Linked DNA regions of Mus musculus: all the other regions are linked to region 3. The links are chromatin contacts, called in public Hi-C and Micro-C maps. All regions are on one chromosome and are shown on one strand. Each heading gives the region's core, a stretch centred on a gene start, on an enhancer-like site or on the middle of the called end of the contact. The rest is flanking DNA. Distances are from core to core; before and after follow the strand shown. Region 1 overlaps Nav2 (neuron navigator 2). Region 2 overlaps Nav2 (neuron navigator 2). Region 3 holds the start of Nav2 (neuron navigator 2). Region 4 overlaps Nav2 (neuron navigator 2).

Region 1 (3,240 bases), core at 182-2,681, 72 kb after region 3:
TTTCAAAGGTATCCCCAGTATCAGATAAGATTAGTGCTCAACAAACACACCTTGACTAAGAATTGGCTCTTCATCCCTCTTCCTGATTTACAGTTGGTTAAGAGCAGACTAGAAGTCAGCTGATGATGGTAGTTCTCTTCTTTGTGTTTCTCAGGACCGTAAGCATATTGCTTTCCAGAGACAAGATGCCCAAGAAATCGTTGTGAGTAACAGACAACCCATTTTTTAATGTAATATTTCATGTATGCTTAATTATTATTAAAATAAATACTTTTAAAGGCTTTTTAAGCCCTTGAAATCCCAAAGTCAGCTAGGTGTGGTGGTACATACCTTTAATCCCAGCACTTGTGAGACAGAGGCAGGCAGATTTTGAAGATTGAGGCCACCCTGGTCTACAGAGTGGGTTGCAGGACAGCCAGAGGTATACAGTAAAACCCTGTCTCAAACAAAACAAAACAACAAAAGGACAAAAAAGAAAAGGAAATCCTAAGGCCCATTCTTTGACTTTCTGAAAACTTTGGTATAAAGAGGTTTGACCTGCCCCCTCCACCAGCCCCAAGAGGTTTGGCCATCTCCCTCCCTGCCATAATGCCAAATGCATGATGTATTTGCAGGCTTCACTGCTACTGGAACTGGTATGGAAGTTGGTCGCTTAGCAATGCACAAAGCCCTGGGTTCCATCCCCAAGATGCATAAAACTGGGTATGGTGGTGCATTCTATTAATCCTAACACCCAAAAAGAGGGGAGGCAGGAGAATCTGAAGTTCAAGGTCCTCCCCAATTAAATAGTGAGTTTGAGTATGGTCTGGGCCACACAAGACTCTTTCTAAATAACAAACAGAGCAACAACAGAGAAGTAGCTTGACAACACAAAACAGCTCACTGTCTGGCTCTATGTGAGTTTCAGATAAACACAGACTTGAATTCCATCAAAGCACATAGGATAAAAGATAGAAAGAATCCATGCAAGCTGATATAAGAGAAGTTAACCCAAGTCTCATCTTAGAAGTGAATCGGTCAGGACTAGATTAAAGATAGAGTAACTCTCAGTATGGGCTGTCTAATGGTAGATGAGGAATGTGTTAGACAGGACAGCCTATGAATGGATTAAGCATCATGGCACTGTCTTGAACATTGCTAGTTGCCCTGCAGTAGCCCTGGAGCCTCTCTGCCCCTCCCTGGAGCGGAGCCTCGGCTGCATGAAGCATGGAGAAGTCATGAAGATTCTTTACATTCTCAGACTACTTTCTGGGAATCTTGCAAAGCCCCGACTTCTTCTCTGATTACTCTTCTCATGGCTGAGTTCAACAGCATTTTGCAAACCTGGACTTTGAATCTGGGAAAATGCTTTATGACCGTTTTTATGACCTCAAAGCAACCCACGAAGGCAACTAACTTCCTTCTCTCTGCCAAAAAGGAAAAACCAAGGGCCTGGTAAATTGCCCAGGATCTCCCGGGCTGTGCCGCTCATTGTGTGTAGCTCTCGAGTGCCCGGCCACAGAAGGGCCACGGAAGGGCCACGGCTAGCTCTGGGAAGAGCCTGACAGCAGCCTCAGCCCATGTTCTTATGGCCTTCACAGTCTTCCCCAGAAAGGAGGATGACCTAGTTCAGAGAGCCATATATGGTCGGGGCTGTACACTTTCAGTGCAGAGTTCCAGGCCAAACCCATTCTTAAGGTCACAGACTTGAGCAGTGCAGTTTTCACCCCTACATAGTTGTCTCAGGCACCTCGGGACTCAGTTTTTCTTCTCAGAGACAGAATAGTCCAATGAGCATAACCGGCACTTCTCAGGGTACAAGGTAATGTAAGAAATAGAATAAAGCTTCTCCTTTCCTCCGTCCCTGCCCACCCCAACTACTCACTTGTACAACCATCCAGACCTCTATTTTTCTCATCTGTGTTGGGGATAATCGTGGTCCCTCTTCTCCTGGGATATGTAAAAGACTGAGTTAGCATGTGGGGTGTTTGTGACCATACATGTCACAATACAATATTACAGTCGTTCTGGCTATTGTATGAGTTCCAGCTGCTGCTCACTGGCCCTGTGACCCTGACATCACTGAGCCTTGGCTATGTCTTCTGTAGTTTAGTGCGGTAGATGAACCGAATGTGAAACATTTGCTTGAGGCATCTGCCTGTTTGGAAGATTGAAGCGTGTGCACATCTCTCATCCCAGCTCGTGAGGATGTTGTGGTGGAGTCAGCGAGCACAGCTTTGTCTCGGTGCCACACAGTTGCTTGGGTCTCTCCTTTTCTGAGAGTAGGACTCGGGGCAGCATCGGCTGACACTTTTGCTTCCGTGACTTAGCCAATTGAAAAGAATACTGTTGTGTTTTCAGGCACGGGGAAAGTGGCTGTGTGAGGAGCTGAGTTGAGTCCTAGCATCCACTAAAAGCCAGGCACAGAGGCATATGTGTACAATATCAGTGCAGGCTGTTTCTTCTGGCTCATGGGCCAGTCTTGCTGAATCAGTGAGCTCCAGGTTCAGTGGGAGACTCTCAAAAATAAGTTGGACAATGACAGAGGAAGACACCAGATCAGATATCAACTACACACACACACACACACACTCACACACTCACAGGTACACACTCACATACATACTCACACACTAACACACATACATACACATTAACACACACACACTCATACATGTGTGTGTGTGTGTGTGTGTGTGTGTGTGTGTGTGAGAGAGAGAGAGAGAGAGAGAGAGAGAGAGAGAGAGAGAGAGAGAGAATGAACACTACCAGCATCTTCAAATTCATGTCACGGTGGTGGGACATGACCTGTTCTATTCCTTTATATGAACTATCTCATTTATTTGCACAACAGCCCTGTGGTTTAAGTACTATTAGTGACACTCTTTGATAGGGAGGGAAACCAAGTCTCCAAAGGTAGCTTTCCCAAAGTTATATACTTGGCGAGAAGGAGAACCACAATTTTGAGCTCAGATCAATCTGGCTTAAAGAATCTATATCCACCAGCACTCATTAGAAACTGTGCCTAGCCCCAGATACAGTCAAGTCTCATATAGAGTAGACATGGCTCACACCAAGAACACCAAGAGATCGTGGCACTTGGTCCCAGGTTAACCATTATCACCTCACCAGCTGCTAGAAGACAAGAGGACAAGCCCTTTCCCTGCCCCACCCACCCTGCACATCACATCTGCTGGGACCTATGAGCAGCCAGATTACAGAGCCCCTCTCCTTTCTTGTGGGGCACATGCCAGCAAGGTT
Region 2 (3,684 bases), core at 248-2,747, 100 kb after region 3:
AATCTCTAGAATTGCTGAGAGGGGAGTGAAGCTCTCATAAGGGGAAGGAGAGTGAAATGTGTTTCTAGGGTAGGGCAGTGGCAGCCACTGCTGGGGACGGCCTGCAGTCCTGTGTTTTTAAAGTTACTTTAAAACACGACTTTCGGGCTGGTGAGATGGCTCAGTGGGTAAGAGCACCCGACTGCTCTTCCGAAGGTCCAGAGTTCAAATCCCAGCAACCACATGGTGGCTCACAACCATCCGTAATGAGATCTGAAACCCTCTTCTGGTGTGTCTGAAGACAGCTACAGTGTACTTACATATAATAATAAATAAATAAATAAAATGATTAAAAAAAAAACACGACTTTCCCACCCACAGCACAGAAGTGCGTCTGTCAGGCAAGTCCTGGTTCTCTTTGACAAGTGACATGGGGTGCTCTGACCCCTTAGGACAGTGTCAGACCTTCTGGAGTCTGGCAGTGCTTTCCTGAGCAGGCCTCCCGGTTCTTCATTAAATGCCTGCCAGGGGCCACTCTTAAGATGTAGACTTCCAGTGCTGCCTGTGCCTGTGTTTCAGAGAAGCGGAGGAAGACTTAGAAAAGTTTGTGTGACTTACCAGGTCTGGGTGTAAGAAGGGGGTGAAGCCAGGACCTGTCTCCAGGTCTCATGTCACACTCCAGGTGTAGAATTCCCTGTGTGTCACTCACACACATTTGTGAATTTCAGAATACAACGCCCACTCATCTAGCCAAATGCTTTGGGGTTGAAATATCTGTACCTGATCATCTCAGAAGTCAGTGTCTCATGACTTGCTATTAATGGCTGATGCATCCCTTGAGTAAAAGGATATGAATGTGTGCATATCGCCATATACAGAAATAATGCATATGCATGCATATTATAGTCCTGGGCTCTAAGCCATCTACCTCCCACATTTTTTCTGGGTGAAGCTGTGGAAAGACCCCACTGTCTTGCCTTTGCCCTGTGCCTGGGGGTGGGGAGGCTCTCTGGACTTGCTTTACCTGGGGCAATCGGGGAGCATCATTGTTTCCTTACTCAGTTTTTTTTTTTTTAATTGCATGCGAAACACTGTTTGGACTGGCTACTGGAAATTGTAGTCAGCCCTGGGCACCTTATTTGTGTCTGTGTGACCCTTAAAAAAAGTTACAGGTCTGGAGAGATGACTCAGCAGATAAGAGTATTGGTTGCTCTTCCAGAGGACTTGGGCTTGACTCCCCGGCACCCACATGGCTCCTGTAATTCCAGTTCCAGGGGATCTGATGACCCCTCATGACCGCCACAGGCACACAGCATACCATACACACGTCACAAACACACATCCAAACAAAAATGTCCATACACATAGATAATTTAAAAATAATAATAATAATAAAAAAAGTTAAACTACAGCAACAACCCCCCTCTTTTACAAGACAAAACCCACACCTGGCAGGCCTACCAGATCGATTGCATAGAAGCATCCACCCTCCTGATGCTTAAGCCCGGATGGATTGAGGTGGAAATGTAAATGCTAGTTGAGAAGAGTGACTCATTCCCAGAACTGAGATCTCTGTGCCTCTTCGGACCTCTCAGCCCTGATGGAAAGGAACAAGAAGAGTCAGGTGAGTTTTGTTCACCCAAGACAGGCTGGGAAAGAGCCAAGGCCAAAGGAGGGGATGAAGAGCGCAGAGCCAGCCAGTTGGCATGCCTCTGTGTGTGGCAGTCGGTGCAGAAGAGAGAGCAAAGAGGTCCAGTGCCGAGATCGAAACTTAGACTCTCTCATCAGCCAGGAGAGATTTCTCCCTCTACCAGGCACAGTGTGCTTGCATGGGCTCTTGCAAGCCCACCGTGCACCCTGTGAGCCATGGAAGCAAACCTGAACTGGGAATAACCCAACTACAGCTTTGATTTGCTCGTTCCTGTCCCTTCACACACCGGGAAGCAAAACTTGGCATCTCTTTTATTATTCCTGAATCCTCTGCTTGCCCTAGAAAGCCCAGGGAAGATACACGGATTTTGTGGGAAATTTTCCAGGAGAGAATAGATTGGACAGGACTTGACTAGTGGGGTACCATCCGTTAGGCCCTGTGCACACAGCTCCCCCATTCTGCTGGCAGGTCCCAAGTCATCCCACCTGCCTCCCTGAATTCTCATGCAAAACATTTTCTTGTAGTCTCTGTGCCCTCACATTTGCATGTCCATGCCCTCCGTCTACAAAACAAAACTCTCTCTTGGAGTGGGAGGGGGAAAAACAATAACTCATCCTTCTTTTCCCGGTCCCACAGGCGTTTACTCCCTGATGGTCCACACTTTTTGAGATAAACACCTGGCTGGCAGTGCTAGCTCGGCTCCCTTGGGATGAATCCCCACGCTCAGCCAAGAGAGCAGCAACTGCTTCTTATCCCGGGAGCATCAGAAACAGAAAGCTGTAGTGAAGTAATTGGGACTGAGTATTCGTTACTGCTTTTTTAAAAATGCAATTTAATTGAAGGTGTTCGAGATTTTTAGCATAATCTCTAAATTAGCCGGTTCCCAAAGTATTCCGAAAAGTTTTTACAGCCACTTTTCTCTCTCACTGCTCTGGCTTACTGTGGTGGGTTTGTTTCGTGTTTGTTTGTTTGTTTATTTGTTTTTAACTGTGCATTCGACATCTCTGAATCCGGTGCGTCCTACAAGCATAAGAGGTGCCTCTCAGCAAAGCGTGTCTTACAGGTGCCTGTTCTGTGACTGGCTTAAGATACATCTTCAGCCATAAAATACCTTGTTTTCATGGGCTTTGAGGTTTAGCAAGTAAAGGGGAAAAAGTCATCTGTCTCACCCAGTCAACCAAATTGTCATTCCGTTGATGTCTTTCTCCTGCGCTCTGATACAGCTGTGTATTCCCCCAGAGTCCCTGTGCACCCCCTGATGTGAGCAGGGTTAGACTACTAAGGAGTATGCATTTGCAGGAGTGGAGTGGGGGTGGGGAGGGAGAGGGAGAGGGCAGGGGTAGAGGGCCCTGGACCAGGCTTGTTTACAGGATATGCTGGGATCTTACAGAAAGAAGAGAAAAGCTGGCAGAATTTGTCTCTAAATTGTCTTCCCTGTGCCTGGGTGAGGAGGGTGTTCCAGCTGAGAACACCTGCTGAGGGACCTGCGTTAGGGACCGGTGTTTGGGGGCTGGAGGGTGGCAACTAAAAAGAGGAAATAGTAGTTAAAGGTCTTCTCTCTATGTGTGTGTTACGCACCTCACTGTAGATGAAGCTGCCCCAGCCATGTGTGATTAAGACTATTGACCCGGGCTGGTGAGATGGCTCAGTGGGTAAGAGCACCCGACTGCTCTTCCGAAGGTCAGGAGTTCAAATCCCAGCAACCACATGGTGGCTCACAACCATCTGTAACGAGATCTGACTCCCTCTTCTGGAGTGTCTGAGGACAGCTACAGTGTACTTACAATAAATAAATAAATAAATCTTTAAAAAAAAAAAAAAAAGACTATTGACCCACTATACAGATGGGGAAGCTAAGGCTCTTGGAGTTGTGATTCACCTAAGGCCACAAAACCTCAGTGTCTTCACAGTTCAAAAACAACAAACAAACAAACAAAAAGTTATAACTTAAAATGGAGGGATGGAGGGATGGCTCAGTGGTTAAGAGCACTTTCAGAAGACCCGGATCCAGTTTCCAGAATCCACATGGTGACTTATAACCATCCAATTCCAAG
Region 3 (3,364 bases), core at 647-3,146:
ATTGTCCAGATGGACGAGGGCAGAGTATACCATGTCAGGGACAAACTTGTGATTTAAAGAGCTAAACCAGGCTATGTGCATCCCCCCCCCCCCCGAGCTAGGGTAGAAAGGGCCTGCAAACAGGCTGGGAAATATGGGAGCAGGGAGTATCATGTCACATCTCAACACTCCAGGGGCTGTTTGAAAACTGAACTTTTACTTCAGTCTGGGCTCTTAGTTTAAGCTACTAACACAAAATGCTGTTGACAGGGCCGCTTTAACAACAAATGCCTCTTTCTCCTAGGCCTAGAGGCTGGAGATCTGAGATCAGGCTGCAGCCATGGTCAGATTCTTGTCAAGGGCTGTGGTTTCTGTGGATTCAGAAAGGCTGCCATTGCACTATCAGAAGTTATCCATCTTCATCGTGTCTCCTCTAACATGGCACTGGGCCCATCATGAGGACCTCTCGGTCACGTACTTACAACCTCCCAGAGGTTCCACTGCCTAAAACCAGTCGAGGATTGGGTATTTATTTACAGTATTTATTTACACTGGAATCAGACAGATTCTGGCAGATGCGGAGCGAGCAAACTGCCCACCACTGAGCTACATCTCCAGCTCCTTTTTACATTTTATTTGAACAAAGAGGATCATTAAATTGACCTCAACCTGGGATCCTCCTGCCTCAGCCTCTAAAGTAGCAGAAATTACAAGCTTACACCCCCATTCCTGGCCACATTAGAGTTTTGCCAGGTAAGTTTGAGAATGATATAGCCCATATCATTAGGATGAGTGAAATTCAACCCTATGGATGTTACAACTTCAGGCTATAGGATAGGAAGAAAGTGACAACATCTGTCCTAGACACAGAAAAGTGGCTTAAAGAGATGACAGTGGGACATACTCCGGTGGGTTCATTAATAATAAAGACAGATTTTTTTTTTCTGGTCCCCTACACTGCCAGACACTATCTCATTTAGCTGGGCAGTGCTTTTAGGGAAAAGTACTCAAACCTCCACTTGACTTGCATGAGACACAGTGTTAGGTCTATAAAGATGGAGGAACTTCCCAATTCAAATCCAAACTGATCTCTAAGGTGGGTGTCCTTGAAGATCAGCCCCATGCACCCTGTCTGCACTTTCTATTTTCCCTTCAGTCCTCAGACCCTGAGTCAGAGAGAGAAAGGAAGGCCTTCATGAAACCATGAAACCAGGGCAGGTTTAGCCTCAGCCTGCCCGGGTCACCAAGCCACTCTAATTACAGTCTGTGGTAGGTGGCAAGGAGGAGCTGTCTTGGGGCGCGAAGCTTCCCCGGCCATTGTATCAGCCTATAAATATTTCAAATACTTAAGTGCAACGTGCAACCTTTGAATGTCGCAGAGGAAGCTGTTGGGACGCCCCTGAGCCCACCCGGAAAGAAGAAATGGCTGGAGTGTCCTTCAGGCGGGGGACAAGGAGACCCGCCCAGTCATTCCCAATGGAGGTGCAGAGAGGTTGGGGCGTGCCTCCGGAACCCGCAAACCGTTGAGATGACCCGAGCGATTTGAAAAAGAGAAACTGATTTCCCCAACACATGCCTGGGGGTGGAAGGAGGCGGGAATCTACAACCCAACGGCGTTTTCAAAGGCGGCTCCGGGGACGCAGGGGTGGCGGCCCGCGGGGAGGCGCGCGCCGGGGCCGTGCCGCAGAGCGGCCACCAGCTCGCTTTGTACTTGCGGCCAAGCGCGGCCCCAGAGTTTCGGCGGCGGCCCCGCGGAGTTGAGGCCACGCCCCCTTGCAGTGCGAGTCGCGACCGCGGATTGGTCCGCGGCTAACCAATAGGCGCGCGGGAACGGCCCGGGCTGTCAGCGCGCGCCGCAGCCGGTCCTCCCCTGCGTCCAGCCCTGCAGCCCGCGCTGCCTTCCCCCGAGCTCAGCTTAGCGCAGCGCTGCCAGCCTGGCCAGCTGCGCGTCCTGGTGCCCGCGCTCTGTCACCACCGCCGTGCTGCGCTGGAGCGCACGGAGCATGGCCAGAGCCGCAGAAGCTCAGGTGCTTGGTGTTCGAGGGGCTTGTGAGCATCGGTGATCGGCTGTCACGCCCAGACAGACCTGTCTGCGGAGATCGCCCAGAGTCTGCCTAGGCGCGGGTGACCCTGTGGCGCGTTTGCTGGGTGACAGCCGCTTCGCGGTTGATACGTCTTGGGCTCCGTGCGTCCTCCGTCTCCCCATCCTCTGCTCTTTTGCTCCAAGGTTCACACCCGCAGGCTCCAGAGCGCGACGTGTGCGTCCCCGTAGCCGGTGTCTCTTCCTAAGGAGCCTTCTCACTTCGGAGACGCAATGACAAGTTAATATGGGCGTCCACGCCTCGGTTTCCCAGGAGAAGAATTGCCAGAGGCAGCGGTCCCCGAGAACCCAGAGCTTCTGAACAGGCCTCCCGCTGCGACATCCGCGCAGGTGGGACCTGCTGAGGGCAGTGACTAGCCCGCCACCCGGCAGGCGCACTCGCAGGATTTCCCCAGTTCCCCGACCCGGGGATTCTGTTTTTTGGGTTTTTTTTTTTTTTTCTTCCACTGTTGGTGGGCGCCTCGCGGGCCGAGGCCCGGCGCCTACTCGGCTGCCCGCGCTGCCTTTAGCGGTCGCCTCCGCCGCCGCTGCCAGGGACGTGCTGGGAAAGCCAAAGCCCCGGGAGAAGATGCCGGCCATCCTGGTAGCCTCCAAAATGAAATCGGGACTGCCCAAACCCGTGCACAGCGCCGCGCCCATCCTGCACGTGCCCCCGGCCCGGACTGGTCCTCAGCCCTGCTATCTTAAGTTGGGAAGCAAGGTGGAGGTGAGCAAGACGGCCTACACTAGCCAAATCCCCCTGAAATCGCAGGGGCTGCAGGAGCCGACGGGGGAGGGGCTCCCGTTGCTGAAGAGCAGCTCTCTGGAGAACGGGTTCGATACCCAGGTGAGCAGTGCTATGTGCTGGGGCACTATTACAGGGTGGGAGTGATGGATGATCCTTCATGAGGGAGGAGGACGGTTGCCTTGAGGAGAGGCTACCATAATGTGATTGGAGAGAGGAAGCATACCCCTTATGCTGCCAGATTGGAAGGATACATTGGTCAGTGGGTGTGGCCAGGAGGGGTTTAGCTGGCCAGGGTGCCAGAGGCTCTCCCGGGGAGCTCTGCAAAGCTAAGGCGTGCTGGCAGCCAGCTGCTTCTATGGGGCTGGAGCAGGTGTAGGGGTGCTTTCAAAAAAATGCATGCTGACATTGGAAATGTTAAGGGCCATCAGTGCCGAGCGCTTGGCCCCAAGAGGATGGGTATCTGCTGTTGTGATGTGTGTCTATACTCAGGTTGTAACCCCAAGGAGTGGCCTGGTGCCTTGATGGGTTGGGTACTACCTGGCTCAGCTGTGAGATCT
Region 4 (3,209 bases), core at 44-2,543, 130 kb after region 3:
GAGCCTCTAGCTTACTTTCCATCTCGGAGAGTCTCTCTCAAGATAGAACCCAAGAGAAAACACGAGTGTAATCTGAGCTGATGGAGGACTAGCATTCTGAAGTCCTCAAAGGCCTGGGTACTCTCTGGTGCCATTATCCTTCTTAGATGGTCTTTTAGTGTCTTCGTCTCTGGGCAAGTTACAGCCAGTATAGTGATAATAGTCTGATGAAAAATCTGAGGGAATAGGGGAGGAATTAGATTTTGCAGACAGTTTTGAGCTCTGGGACAATGTGAGATGTAGTCTCAGCATGTCTGCCAGGCTCTCAAAGCCTGGGTTGGGGATGTTGCATGTGACATCAGAAGGATCAGGTCAGGCCAGCACAAAGTGCTGGAGGGCAGAGACCCCAGTGTACATTTCCCTCCAGTAACATAGGGGGCTTAGGGAATGAGAATAGGGGCTTATTCTTTAATATGGAGCTCTACCTGAGTGTCTGAGCCTACCCCTCAGGGAGTCATATCATAACAAATGATACGCAAAGCACCTACTGTGTACCAGGCACTGTGACATTTTACCAGTATCCTTGGCATCTCAGTTTCATTGCTCTTCTTGAAGGTGATGTCAGCTTCCTTTATAGAGGAGGAATCTGTGGCCTGGAGAGGCTGAATAACAGCTGAGGAACTCTAGAGCTGATGCAGACAGGCAGTGTTCGTAGCTTTCTGCTGCTGCTTCCACTGGTCCCCTCTCCACAAATATCCCTGGTTGTATTTTCCTAGCAATTCCTGCTTCTGTGTGGTAAATTGTATTCACCATAGGAAGCTGGATCTTCCCTCCTCATTAGTATGTGATTCTTGTTCATTCAATGCACCCCCCCCCCTTTCTTTTACTTTTCCCATAGCAAGGTACCACTTCAAGCATGTGTGCACCCTGATCTATTTGGATTTGCTATCTGGTCTTGGTTAAGGTGTTTTGGGGGTTTGACTCTCCATCTCCATATTTGCCTCCACTGCATGAAGTCAGAGCGCCCAAGGGCAATACTAGTACTTCTGGCTACAGCTGCTTTGAGCAGCTTTCATTGGCTTCTGTCCCCACCTGCTGAGTCAGAAGTGGGCCAGTCCTCTCAGAAGCACCCCACCTTTGTGGAGAAGCTGCAGTTAAACTTGTGTCTGTAGCCTGCCGTGCAACCGCAGCTCACTGTCCTTCAGGTCAGACATTGCCACCATTCCCCGTCAAGGCAAGATGATTGTCAGTGCAGTTGTCTCTACTTGAAGTGGTGATGACCTTACCCCAGCTGTCCCTGGAGGATGGCAGCTCGATGAGTAAGTCCCAAAGCTTGCTAGATGCAGCTCAGCATTTCACACACAGCCTCATTCAGACGGACCCCAGTGTGAGACTTCGGACTTGGCTGGACTCCTGTCTGCTATTTGTTTTGCTAACTTGTGTCTCCTTTTACAGCAAATGACAAGATTGAAGACATCAATGGCTGTCCAAAGAACAGATCGCAAATGGTAAGTGGGTCTGTGGGTAGTATTTGTGTAAGGTTAGCAGGCCATGGTCTCTGAAAGACCTGAGCAGCTTGAAAAACATTCACACCAGAAGCTGCTCCATGGGGCTAATTCCCCAACCTCCATCCCCAAGTAGCTGTGCTTTCTGCTTCTGACATATTTGTTGGCATTCACTAAGAAATGTTTGTGAAAAAAAAATGTTTGTGATGCCTGTATAGCCAGGATACAAAAACAAAACATTCTTTATATTAAAAGAAGTCATATAGAATGGGACCCTCTATGGCTCGATGCCTGTGTAGGGTGCAGAGGCCCAGGTGGGATGATGGGATCTGGCTGATCAGGGTGGGACATGTGCCCTGGTCTGTAAAGGGGAGAGGGACATGCAATTGGCACTGTGGTATTAAGTGGAAAATGGACAGTGGCTTCTTCTGAACTCTTCTCAGCAACCATGACGAGTGATGTCCTGGCGAGTGTGATGTATTTAAGCTTTTACAATACAAAATTAATCTTTAAGTCTTTTCTTTCCTCATGTTGCCAAGTCCTTGAGTTCATATTAATATCGGTGTTGGGAGAATGGTGGCCGGTGTTGCATGAACTCAGTGTTTCACTCAGAGAGTACCTTGTTGTCAGAGTCTGGTAGGATGTCCGAATATCTGGACATGGATTTGCTTCAGAAATCTAAAGAAGGGAACAAAGTATTTTTCCATCCCCACCCGACTCCCCACCATTTGACAGATTCCACAGATTCCAGAGTGCCTGGCAGTTCTTAAACTCTTTAATGTTCTGGCTTGTTTGTATCCTGAAGAGTTGGACAGAGGTGACCTTTGTAGACAACTTTTTAAAATGCATAGAACCTATTGTTATTATAAAGAAGTATGCATGTGTGTGTGTATATATACAACTGTGTGTGTGTACATGTGTGTGTCAAAGTCTCATTTTCCACTTTACATCCTGAAACAAGTTCCTTCTCTTTGGTGAGCCCCCTAGAGGCTTTTTGCTCCATAGACCAACCATTCCTTATGTAGGCAAATCCCCAGCCAGGACTCTGAGAACAGCTCTGACTCTTGGGAAGGGTTGGCTGCTATTTTTACTAGTGCTTCTGCAGCTGTCTAGTGTATTAATAATTGAAAAAGTTTGGACAATAGAAGACTTAATTTCAGTGTGAGCATTTTACATACATGAGGCAGTCTTCGTGTGAAAGAGAGGCGTCCCTTCCTTCTCTCTAGGACAGATGTAAATTCATTTCTCCTAGCCTGGTGTCATGCACATAGAGCTAACATTTGAAGGTAGGCAGCCATTTATTTTATTTGGTCCAAATGTATGTCCTGCCCTGTGTGTTGACGATGCTGCTTGTTGTCATTAACGTCTACTCTCAAGCTTGTGAAATGCTACCATCTCAGACTCTTCTGGGCAAATTTATTTTTATCCTCAAATGTGTTTGTTATAAATACTATCACAAGAGCAAAGCAATCCTGTGGCTTCCCCACAGCTCAGCTATGTTAGTACTGAGGAGGAGGGCAGTGTGGGTTTTTTTCTGTTTTTCTTTTTTAGAACAGCAGTATAAAATCCTATAATTGCCTGTGATAATTGGTCCCAGTCTGGGGTGGGGAGGCAGACAGCTTTATGGCAAACCTAGCAGAGAAGGGTTCAGCAAACATAATGTGAGCCCAGGGAGATGAGGAATGTCTACGATAGCCATTCAATTCTGTTGGAGATGAGGAGAGG

Evidence for each region. A called contact is a pair of places that touch in the nucleus more often than the background predicts.
Region 1: a Hi-C map of uterus shows a contact between it and region 3. The contact joins the enhancer-like site here to the promoter of Nav2 in region 3. A contact is called at or near these places in 2 of 39 promoter capture datasets (hippocampal neurons and pre-B cells), 11 of 484 Hi-C or Micro-C datasets (the HPC-7 cell line, differentiating embryonic stem cells, embryonic fibroblasts and 4 more), 1 of 115 datasets of contacts at active chromatin or transcription factors (embryonic stem cells) and 1 of 9 other capture datasets (adipose tissue).
Region 2: a contact with region 3 is called in a Micro-C map of embryonic stem cells, with 2.8 times the contacts expected there. The contact joins the enhancer-like site here to the promoter of Nav2 in region 3. A contact is called at or near these places in 4 of 484 Hi-C or Micro-C datasets (bone marrow-derived macrophages, embryonic stem cells, nephron progenitors and 1 more), 3 of 115 datasets of contacts at active chromatin or transcription factors (double positive thymocytes, embryonic stem cells and pancreatic cancer cells) and 2 of 9 other capture datasets (adipose tissue and pancreatic islet).
Region 4: a Hi-C map of muscle stem cells shows a contact between it and region 3, with 2.0 times the contacts expected there. The contact joins the enhancer-like site here to the promoter of Nav2 in region 3. A contact is called at or near these places in 2 of 39 promoter capture datasets (cranial neural crest and maxillary cranial neural crest), 4 of 484 Hi-C or Micro-C datasets (cerebral cortex, cortical neurons and muscle stem cells), 2 of 115 datasets of contacts at active chromatin or transcription factors (cardiomyocytes and forebrain) and 1 of 9 other capture datasets (liver).

The regions. Positions count from the first base shown.
Region 1 is chr7:49,317,055-49,320,294 of GRCm38.p6, forward strand. All of the region lies in intron 1 of Nav2 (neuron navigator 2), which reads left to right. Among named protein-coding and RNA genes, the nearest start is that of Gm51448, 32 kb to the right of the region's middle. Within about 2 kb of position 1,432, at least 28 of the 459 cell types and tissues checked have an H3K27ac peak or open chromatin away from gene starts, as enhancers often do. A contact at or near this core is called in embryonic fibroblasts and uterus, where this site is marked.
Region 2 is chr7:49,345,929-49,349,612 of GRCm38.p6, forward strand. All of the region lies in intron 1 of Nav2 (neuron navigator 2), which reads left to right. The region is part of intron 2 of Gm51448 (a long non-coding RNA gene); the gene reads right to left. Among named protein-coding and RNA genes, the nearest start is that of Gm51448, 2.8 kb to the right of the region's middle. Within about 2 kb of position 1,498, at least 9 of the 459 cell types and tissues checked have an H3K27ac peak or open chromatin away from gene starts, as enhancers often do. A contact at or near this core is called in embryonic stem cells, where this site is marked.
Region 3 is chr7:49,244,293-49,247,656 of GRCm38.p6, forward strand. It overlaps Nav2 (neuron navigator 2), which reads left to right and starts at 1,897. Exons shown (of 39, transcript NM_175272.3): 1 at 1,897-2,906. The coding sequence starts at 2,649.
Region 4 is chr7:49,370,883-49,374,091 of GRCm38.p6, forward strand. Nav2 (neuron navigator 2) reads left to right here. Exons shown (of 39, transcript NM_175272.3): 3 at 1,435-1,487. Among named protein-coding and RNA genes, the nearest start is that of Gm51448, 22 kb to the left of the region's middle. Within about 2 kb of position 1,294, at least 11 of the 459 cell types and tissues checked have an H3K27ac peak or open chromatin away from gene starts, as enhancers often do. A contact at or near this core is called in cortical neurons and muscle stem cells, where this site is marked.